2 separate regions of the Capsicum annuum genome follow, and region 1 is linked to region 2. Evidence: chromatin contacts called from public Hi-C data. All regions are on one chromosome and are shown on one strand. Each heading gives the region's core, a stretch centred on a gene start, on an enhancer-like site or on the middle of the called end of the contact. The rest is flanking DNA. Distances are from core to core; before and after follow the strand shown.

The links. Hi-C and Micro-C count contacts between places; a contact is called where the count stands out from the background.
Region 1: a Hi-C map of leaf shows a contact between it and region 2, with 2.0 times the contacts expected there. The contact joins two enhancer-like sites. A contact is called at or near these places in 2 of 5 Hi-C or Micro-C datasets (leaf and placenta).

What each region holds. Positions count from the first base shown.
Region 1 is chr12:5,478,205-5,482,608 of UCD10Xv1.1, reverse strand. No RefSeq gene overlaps it. Among protein-coding and RNA genes, the nearest start is that of LOC107850494, 10 kb to the left of the region's middle. Within about 2 kb of position 2,473, at least 4 of the 5 cell types and tissues checked have an H3K27ac peak or open chromatin away from gene starts, as enhancers often do. A contact at or near this core is called in leaf, where this site is marked.
Region 2 is chr12:5,418,833-5,423,785 of UCD10Xv1.1, reverse strand. No RefSeq gene overlaps it. Among protein-coding and RNA genes, the nearest start is that of LOC124889275, 7.6 kb to the right of the region's middle. Within about 2 kb of position 2,710, at least 4 of the 5 cell types and tissues checked have an H3K27ac peak or open chromatin away from gene starts, as enhancers often do. A contact at or near this core is called in leaf, where this site is marked.

The sequences.
Region 1 (4,404 bases), core at 1,224-3,723, 59 kb before region 2:
GTATTTCGGTATTTATTGCATAAATACCAAATGATTGTGTGATACCAAATGATTGTGTGACTTGTGGTTTTTCGTCCTCTCTTTTAGATTGTGCTTTAGATGAGACACTGCCTGTTTTCTCTCTAACATCTGACGGAGAAGTTGCCGAATTATCAACTACATTGGTCAAACGACCACTTCCCTGGTTTACTTTCTTAACTTGCTTGTTACTAGTGTTATTTAACGGACAAAAATAAGCAATACTACAAATAAAAGAAAACAAGTAGAACACATAGATTTTACGTGGAAATCCTTGACGTGAAAAATCACGGGCAGAGGAGGAGGAAATTCACTATAATAGAGAGGAGTACAAAGAGGAGACAAAAGTCTCAATGACGTAAAAAGCACCAAAAACAACCCACTAAACGCACTTATATAATATGTTTGAGACAGGTTTTGAAGTGTTCTTCACTGTTGCCTTACTTAGTTTTGGATCCGATGTTTTAGTGTCATCTTTGGATTCAGCAAATGCCCTTTGTCAACTTTTGGATCAATTTTCAAGTCAGAAATTGGCACATCCATACTATGTGAGTTAGCTGGAAGTGTTTCTTTGTTTTTAGGATGAGATGTAGGTCGTGAAAGGGTTTTCAATCATATTATGTTAAAAATACACTCCTATATTTATATATACAGATTACGTAAGTGTCCTAAATGAAAATATGTACAGAGAGTCCTACACCAAGTCATGAGAATAACAATCCTATGTATACTAATCCAACGTTATCTTCTTCAGTCCCCCTCAAGTTGAGCAGGGGTCTGGACTACTGTCAACTTGGACTGCAACTCAAGAAACCGTGACTTGGACAATTGCTTTGTCAATAGATCTGCAACTAGATCATGAGAACTGACATAACGAACTGAAAGAGTCTTAGCACGAACCTTGTCTAGAACAAAATGGAAATCAATCTCCATATGTTTCGTGCGAGAATGGAAAATGGGATTGGCTGTTAAGTATGTAGCACTTAAATTGTCACACCAGAGAATAGGTGTAGAAGAGGTAAAGTTGCCAATTTCTTGCAGCAAAAACTCCACCCAAGTAATTTCTGAAGTTGCAGCAACTAGTGCTTTATACTCGGCCGCAGTGCTTGATCGGGATACCGCTTTTTGCTTCCTTGATGACCATGAAATCAAATGATTACCGAAGTATATAGCAGATCTAGTGGTGGATTTCCTATCATCCACATCTCACCCCCAATCGGAATCGGCATAGCCATGAAGTAATGTAGTAGATCGAAGTGAAAAGAACAGACCATGAGCTAATGAACCTTTAGTATAATGCAGTATACGTTTCACTGCCACCCAATGAGTATCCATAGGACAATGCATGAATTGAGAAACTTTATTCACTACATACGCCAAATCTGGACGCGTGAAGGTCAAGTACTGCAGCCCACCAACTATGCTACGATACAACGTCGGATCATTGAATGGAACACCTCCAGATGATGAAAGCTTGGAAGATGGGTAAATAGGAGTGTTAACAGGACTGCAAGACTCCATCTAGACACGTTGAAGGAGCTCCTCACCATATTTTCTTTGAGATAAAAACAAACCTTCACTAGTTCTAGTTGCTGATACACCCAAAAAATAAGAAAGAGACCCCAAATCACGTACAACAAATTGGGATTGGAGGTGCGCAACCAAAGACTTAATATGGGCAGGATTATTGCCAAGCACCAAAATATCATCCACATATATCAGACAAAAAATCTTGTCACTCAGAGTAGACATATAAAACAAAGAACTGTCCGTCTTAGAACCCGAGAATCCTAGTGAAGTGAGAGCTTTAGTAAATCGCTTGTTCCACATTCGAGGAGCTTGTTTGAGACCATATAGGGATCTTTTGAGAAGACACACATGGTCTGCGCGAGAGGGATTACAAAACTAGGAGGTTGAGACATATAAACAACCTAATCCAAGTTATCATGAAGAAAAGCATTGAAGATATCCAACTGTGTGATATGCCAACCATTAGTTACGGCCAAGGATAACAACAACCGAATCGTGGATGGCTTAACTACGGGACTAAATGTATCCACAAAATCAATCCCAGAACGTTGGTGATACCCTTTGGTGACAATTCGTGCCTTGTAACGGTCTAACGAACCATCAACCTTCATTTTTGTCTTAAACACCCATCGACAACCAATGATATTTTGAGTTGGGGATGAAGGAACAAGCTGCCAGGTTCCATTGCGTATTAATGCATTGTATTCATCAGCCATAGCACGCCGCCAATGCTCATGCTTAACAGCCTGAGAGTAGCAAGAAGGTTCCGTAAAGGCTGGAGTAACCACAGACATAAAAAATGGTTGCTGGGGCTTTAAAGAACCAGTTTGAACTCGAGTGACCATACGCCGAGCAGGTGATGAGTGTGGCAACTGAGGTGGTGGTGACTCATGTGGTGCGGCCGAATTTGAAGGCGGAACATCAACAGGCAGAGGCTATGAAGGTGTCAGGGATACAGGCAGCTCGGCTACTGGTGATGTAAGGGACTGATCTGATTCGAAGTGATCTGGTAAAGGGACTGGTCTGGAAGGTTTAGAAAGAAAATTATTTGGAGATGAAGGTATTGTAGGAGAAAGAGGCAGTTGTAGGGTGAGAGGATCTGCGGTATTATTGGTTGATTTCATGGGCACCAACGCATCCTGCAAAGAAAAAGGAAACACAGATTCATCAAAAACTACATGACGTGAATACAAAAGATTTTGAAGAAAGAGGATCATAACATTTATATCCTTTATGAAGTTTACTGTATCCCAAGGATACACAGGGTTTAGATCGAGGTGATAATTTGTTCTTGGTGTAGGGACGAAGCCAAGGAAAACACATACAACCAAAAACACACAATAGAGAATTGTCCGGATCCTTTTGAAAAAGTGCATAAAAAGGTTATTGATTTTTGGAAAAAAGCTCAACTATGCACTATGATAAATGACTCATTTATGTCATCCGTTAAAAGTTGAGTTCATTCATGCCATTGCTATTATAAAACTGGTCCATCCATGCCATTACTTTTTAACGGTGATTTTCTAAAAAACTGCTTTGCCACATGGCCTCTTATTAGAGGTCCACGTCATTTTTTTTTTAGTTTTGATCTATTAAGAAGAATTTACCCACACCCAACCTATCACCTTAACCCACTTTAATATTACTCTTAATTTTAACCTAGATTTAAACATATGACCACAACTTTTAATTAGGAAGAATACCTAAAAATTCCTTCTAAATTTGAATTATAAGTTTTATAATTTAATTATTGGTAGTCTTAATTATTTCGTGAATTTGGCTATTTGGTAGCCTTTATATTCTTTAACGTGGACGAGACGTAGATCATAACTTTTTTCTGCGTGGGTGGATTCTTTAATATATACATTAAAGATCCATTAATATACACATAAATAGTGTCTGCGTGAGTAGGTATCAAACAACACTAAAAAATATTTGGACTGAAAACACCCTACGTACCTGGATGGTGGTCTTTTATTTATTTTATATTTTTTTAAACTCTAACACGCGTAAAAATAAATTATGCTCTACGTCTCGTCCACGTTAAAGAGTATAAAGGCTACCAAATAGCCAAGTCCACGAAATAATTAAGACTACCAATAATTCAATTATACAACTTATAATCCAAATTTAGAAGGAATTTTTAGGTATTCTTCCTAACTAAAAGTTGTGGTCCTTCATGTATGTGGTATTCTCTTCGTCCTAAATTATGTGATGATGTTCGGATTTCGAGAGAGTCAAAGCAAATTATTTTTTAATCACAATTTATTCATTTGCCATTTTAAATTATTAATTATTCTAACCTATATTATTTTAAACGTAGTATTCAAGTATGTAAATTTCATGTTTGAAGACTAAATGATTATATATATGTTTAAATCTAGGGTCAAAATTAAGAGTAATATTAAAGTGGGTTAAGGTGATAGGTTGGGTGTGGGTGAATTTGAATCAAAACTTAAAAAAAATAAAATTAAAAATTTAAAAAATGACGTGGACCTCTAATAAGAGGCCACATGTCAAAGCATTTTTTTTTGAAAACCACCGTTAAAAAGTAATGGCATGGATGAACCGATTTTATAACGGTGATGACATGAATGAGCCCAATTTTTAACGGATGGCATAAATGAGCCATTTCTGATAGTTCAGTGACATATTTGAGCCTTTTCCCTTGATTTTTCAACCGTGGTGTGGGTAATCTGTTAACGACAATTTCAAATGCATTTGTCCAAAAATGAGAAAGAACACTGGCATGGAGTAATAATGCTCTACTAGTCTCGATAATATGCCTATGTTTACGTTTTGCACAACCATTTTGTACGAGAGTGTAAAGACAGGAAACACGTTGTGTAATTCCAT
Region 2 (4,953 bases), core at 1,461-3,960:
AGAAAATTCAACAAGTTGATTCACTTCAACCATGACGAGTTAATATCACCATTTTAAAACGAACATTGTATCAAATAATTTTAAAGTTTACTTCAAACCCCTCATAATTAATTGAGTGAATATGAGAAATAAATTTCCATAAAAATTACGAGGGAGGAAATGAACAAGGATAAGGGCCTAAAAAAGAAAGAGAAATAATTAAAGATATTAAGAGGAAAGGAGAAAGAATGTCAATAACAGCAAACGTTTGTGGCTACTTTGACAACATATGAAAAAGAAAATTTATAAAGTAGACTGAAAGTATCTAATAGAAATATTTTACAATATGATTGAATGCTCGACTCAAAAATTTGAAGGAATGTTGATATATTAAGCCTTATTGCTTTCTCATCATCGTTAGTTATATTAACATTACATTGTTTTGATTCCTGATATAATGTGACTAAAAGTTTTAATTAATATTATCAGTTGTGTATGTTTGAAGAGTTTATGCTACATGTTAGATGAAAATGATATAACAAGATATGTAATATTTTTAATAATAATCCTTTCTCACATTACTTGATTCGACACACGAACATTTATGAAACTGTTGGAATAGACAAGATAAACAAGCAAAAAAGTTACCATTCAATTTTACACAACAATATTACTCATTGTATTCAAACGAGAAAACTTCATCATTTAAAAAAAATCACATGCAATAATACAATTCGACTTATCAATTGAAATCATTCTAATTTTTCAATATGAAAAATTTGCCAACTAAACAAACACAATAACCAATAACAAGAAACCAAAAATGCATACGGAAAAGAGAAACAAGATAACAAATATAAAAAGATAATAGTCTATGAAATTATCCAATACCAGGCTTAAATATGTAAGAGGATATAGATATAAATACAAATATAATATTGTAATAATGTAAAGTTGTCTTTTTTTGTTTTTATGTATTAGTTATTTTTAGTGTAGTATTTCTAAAAGACACATAACTTTTAACTTCACATATTAATATGATTATTAATAAAAGTATTTTAGTTAATAAAATGTTAGCCATTTGTTTGGAATAGATTAACTTGGATATTGTTGTTAACACTTTATTTATTAATATGAAGTTTGAGTTGTTTAATTTAAAGCTTTAAAATATTTTTGATAAAAAAATCTATGTGGGCTGGAGTTCTTTCCGATTTTGCGATGAGCTTTAGCCGTTCTTTGTTGCCGGGAACTCAAGTGAAAGACCACTTCCACTATCTGAAAGCCTTATCACTGGAAGGAAACTGCACGATTAGCAGTGAATACGATCAATCCTTCATATATAGCTTTTTCTTTCTTTAATTCCTTTTTTAGATTATTTTTTTAAATGTATTTCACTATTTTTAAAATTTTTGAGAATCCAAAGCAAACGCTTTACTTTTATTCTTAAGCTACCCTGCTTGTTTCTTAAACTAAGAATAAAGGTCACACTCAAGAGTTACAAATTCAAGTTTACTACAAGCTAAAGTGTTTTAAGAGTTGAAAAAAGAGAGCATAAAGATAACATAATAAGATCTAACAATCCCTTAGACCCATATAACATGCTTACTAGCAAATATTCAAGATACTAAAGCACAAACTAATTACTACTGGGAGGTTTTAGAGTAACTTATACAAACCCCATAAATTAAGGAGCCAACAATACTTTTTATCATAACTTTTTTTAATACATAAAATTTCGAAAACTATTTTGTGATACATAAGTTAGGCCTTGATAAATATTGGTTGTGATACATTTAAAACTAATCGTTTAGTTAAATAAGGAAATAACAGAATTGCATTTATTTAGGAAAGTAAATCACGTGAAAAATGTTTGGACTCCTTCATTCCACCTTCTCCCCCAATTAACATCATTAACAATCGGCAACACTCCCTCCAATTTTCAACAACTTAGTGCACCATCGTCTAATTTCCCTTTTTTCCAACACTCAAAACAGAGAATTCTCACGACTGATTTCGCGATTCAATGAACTAGAATTGGCTCTATTTCTTTCATCTTTATTGATCGTTTCTTTTTCTTTAATTTTTTTTTATTTTTCTGATATTATTGAATTTACAAGAACAACAATTTTTGCAAGAACAACAATACGATTTGAATTTCGCCACAATGGTGGTTGTTCGACGATTTAAATTTTGCCGGAATTGTGTTGGGTGGTGGATTTGATATTTTCTGGTTGGCATCACTTTGGGAGGTCAGCTTGGCATTGATATTTGGATGGTCGACTTGGTATTGGGTGGTGAATTTGGTGTTCGTTTCCTCCGTTCTGGTCGAAGATAGTCTGATCTAAAAATTATATATCAGAATCATAATGTTTCAAAAGTACGGAGATGTAATGTATACAAAATTTTGATTAATTTTTTGGTTTAGAGAACTAAGTATATGTTTCAGAAATATTATATCATAACTCAAAAGCCACCCCGCTGCAACCCATTGCCAGATACATATGGACCCTATCCAAAGTGGCCCAATTAGTGAAATTGGGAACGAATGTAAAGCAACTGCAGAGAGAGAAAAACCCTAGCAACCTACATCCAAAAGATGGGAGTCTTACCAATAGTTGTGGAAGAAGAGGGTAAAAACTATTAGTAAGTAGAGAAGCAAGTAAATCGGTTTCAATGACAGAAAAACCGCCTTATCTATTCAATCAAGTTACCAGTATTACCAATGAAAATGAAGCTGCACAAAAGTTTAATCTTTACGGATGCCAACAGAAGTAGAAGAAAAGAAACCAGTACCTCATGATCAAAAAGGTGTTATATTATTTTTTTTGCACGCACCACACTCTCTCACTCTATCTGTGTGTGCGTGTTTAACCTCTGACTGACTGATCTGGATATCCAATTAAATTTGCAGACAAGGGCGTTTTGGTTTCAAATAATACGGAGCAAATGTATGTTGATGTGGTGGGTGAGTTCCCTGTTACTTTCTTAAGATATTACTATTATTATTGTTGCAGATTTTATGATTGAGAAATTACACGTTTGATAGGCCATGGCAACTCACTTGGGAGACGAAATACTTATATGGAGATCCTCATCAGATTACCTGTGCGGTCTCTTTGTAAATTCAAATGTGTTTCAAATTATTGGAGAACATTAATCTCAGATTCTTACTTTAAGATGATGGTACCAAGAATGACCCGAATTCCCAGAAACTACTTATTTGCCAATGGTTCCCTCAAGATGATACAATTTCCATCGATTGTTTAAATTTATCACCATCGGCGGCGGCTCAACCAGTTGGGAATATACGACGTCTTGATTTCCATTCAATCTATAAACCACGTAGATTGCACCTAGCTTGCTGCTGTGATGGCTTGGCTATTATAGCTGCATATTATGATATTGATGTTCGGCAAATAAGATATTTGCTGTGGAACCCCTCCACTGGAGAATCAGCCCCACTTCCTGATCCACAATTTCCAGATTACTCGGGTATTTTTGTGGGACTGGGTTATGACTTAGCTTCTGGTGGCTATAAGATCGTAGCAACTTATCTCAGCAGAGATTGTCCAGGTGAAATTCTCGCGAAGAAAAGTGGTTGTTCCTGGAGATATATTGATAAACATTCTCGTGGCATCTTCAGTCATAACATTGGCACGTATTGTTTGCCATTCGTAAATGGGGCATTTCATTGGACTGGCATGCGTGGAGATTATTCTATGCCTTCAATAAGTCAGTCAGTGGTTTCATTTAGTATTTCTAATGAAGTATATGGAGATATACCTTTGCCAGAGCAATTATCATGCTTGCAAAGACGACGCATCACGTGTGTCATTTCAGCGTTGGATGGTATGCTTTGTGTATATTCTAATTCTGATCTCCAGGGAACATTTAAGCTATGGGTATTGAAAGACTACGATGTCAAGGGATAGTGGACTTCGTTGTTAACTATCAAAGAGTTATTTGACCATACCGAAATATAGGTTTGCGGATGGTGAATTGTTGTACTGGTGCATAGGTACGGGAGGGCATGCATTTAGGACGCTCAATGGGCCATTTGGAGTACGGCCTCAATGCGATAGAATTCAGGGTGGACTCGCTTTTACAGAAAGCTTAATCTCTCCCAAATCACTTATTTAATGTTGCTTATGTATGATCGAGGCATTGTTTAATCTTTACAACCTCTTACTCTTATTGTTAGTTTATCTGTTGCTCGCTAATGGTCATATTGTCTGCTTGCTTACTCTTGTTCTCAGTTTCAATAAAAGCTATTCTGGGTTTTCTCTTTGCATTTCTATACCTCACTTGCAATTAGAGTAGAGCTGGAGATCTATCGGAAACAATCTCCCTATCACCTCTAAGGTAGTGGTATGGATTGTGTACACTTACCCTTCCCAAATCCCACTTAGTGAGATTGTGTACACTTACCCTTCCCAAATCCCACTTAGTGAGAATATATTGGGTATGTTGTTGTTCTCTCCATTAGAGTACCATTCTCAATCGGAATACGATTGAGGTTTGACGATTTATTGGGACTAATTTATATAATATAATTAAAGAAGGTAGCATATTTAAGTTGATTATCTTAGAATTTAAGAACATGAGAAAGAAAAATTATAAAGTTGACTGTAAGTATCTCACACTTAAACGTAGTGTTCTATCCTTATTGGAAGCTTGGGTTGAAGATTTTGAAGTTGATTGCAAAATCTGAAGATTTTGGTGAAGAATTTGGGAAAATTAATGATTGGAATGTGTTTAGAAGGTTGAAAATAGCCTTGGTTCAAAATTTCATCGCATTCTGATCAACGGTTTAAGAGTTAGAGATTTTTGAAGTTCTTGAAGACATTCAAATCTTCAAGTTGAATCTTCATCAAAAATTGGTATTTGATCCTCAAAGGAGAAGTAAAAAGAGTGTAAAGTTGTTAGTATTTAGCATCTTCAAAGGTTCCAAGAATATCCCAAGAGAAAAGAACA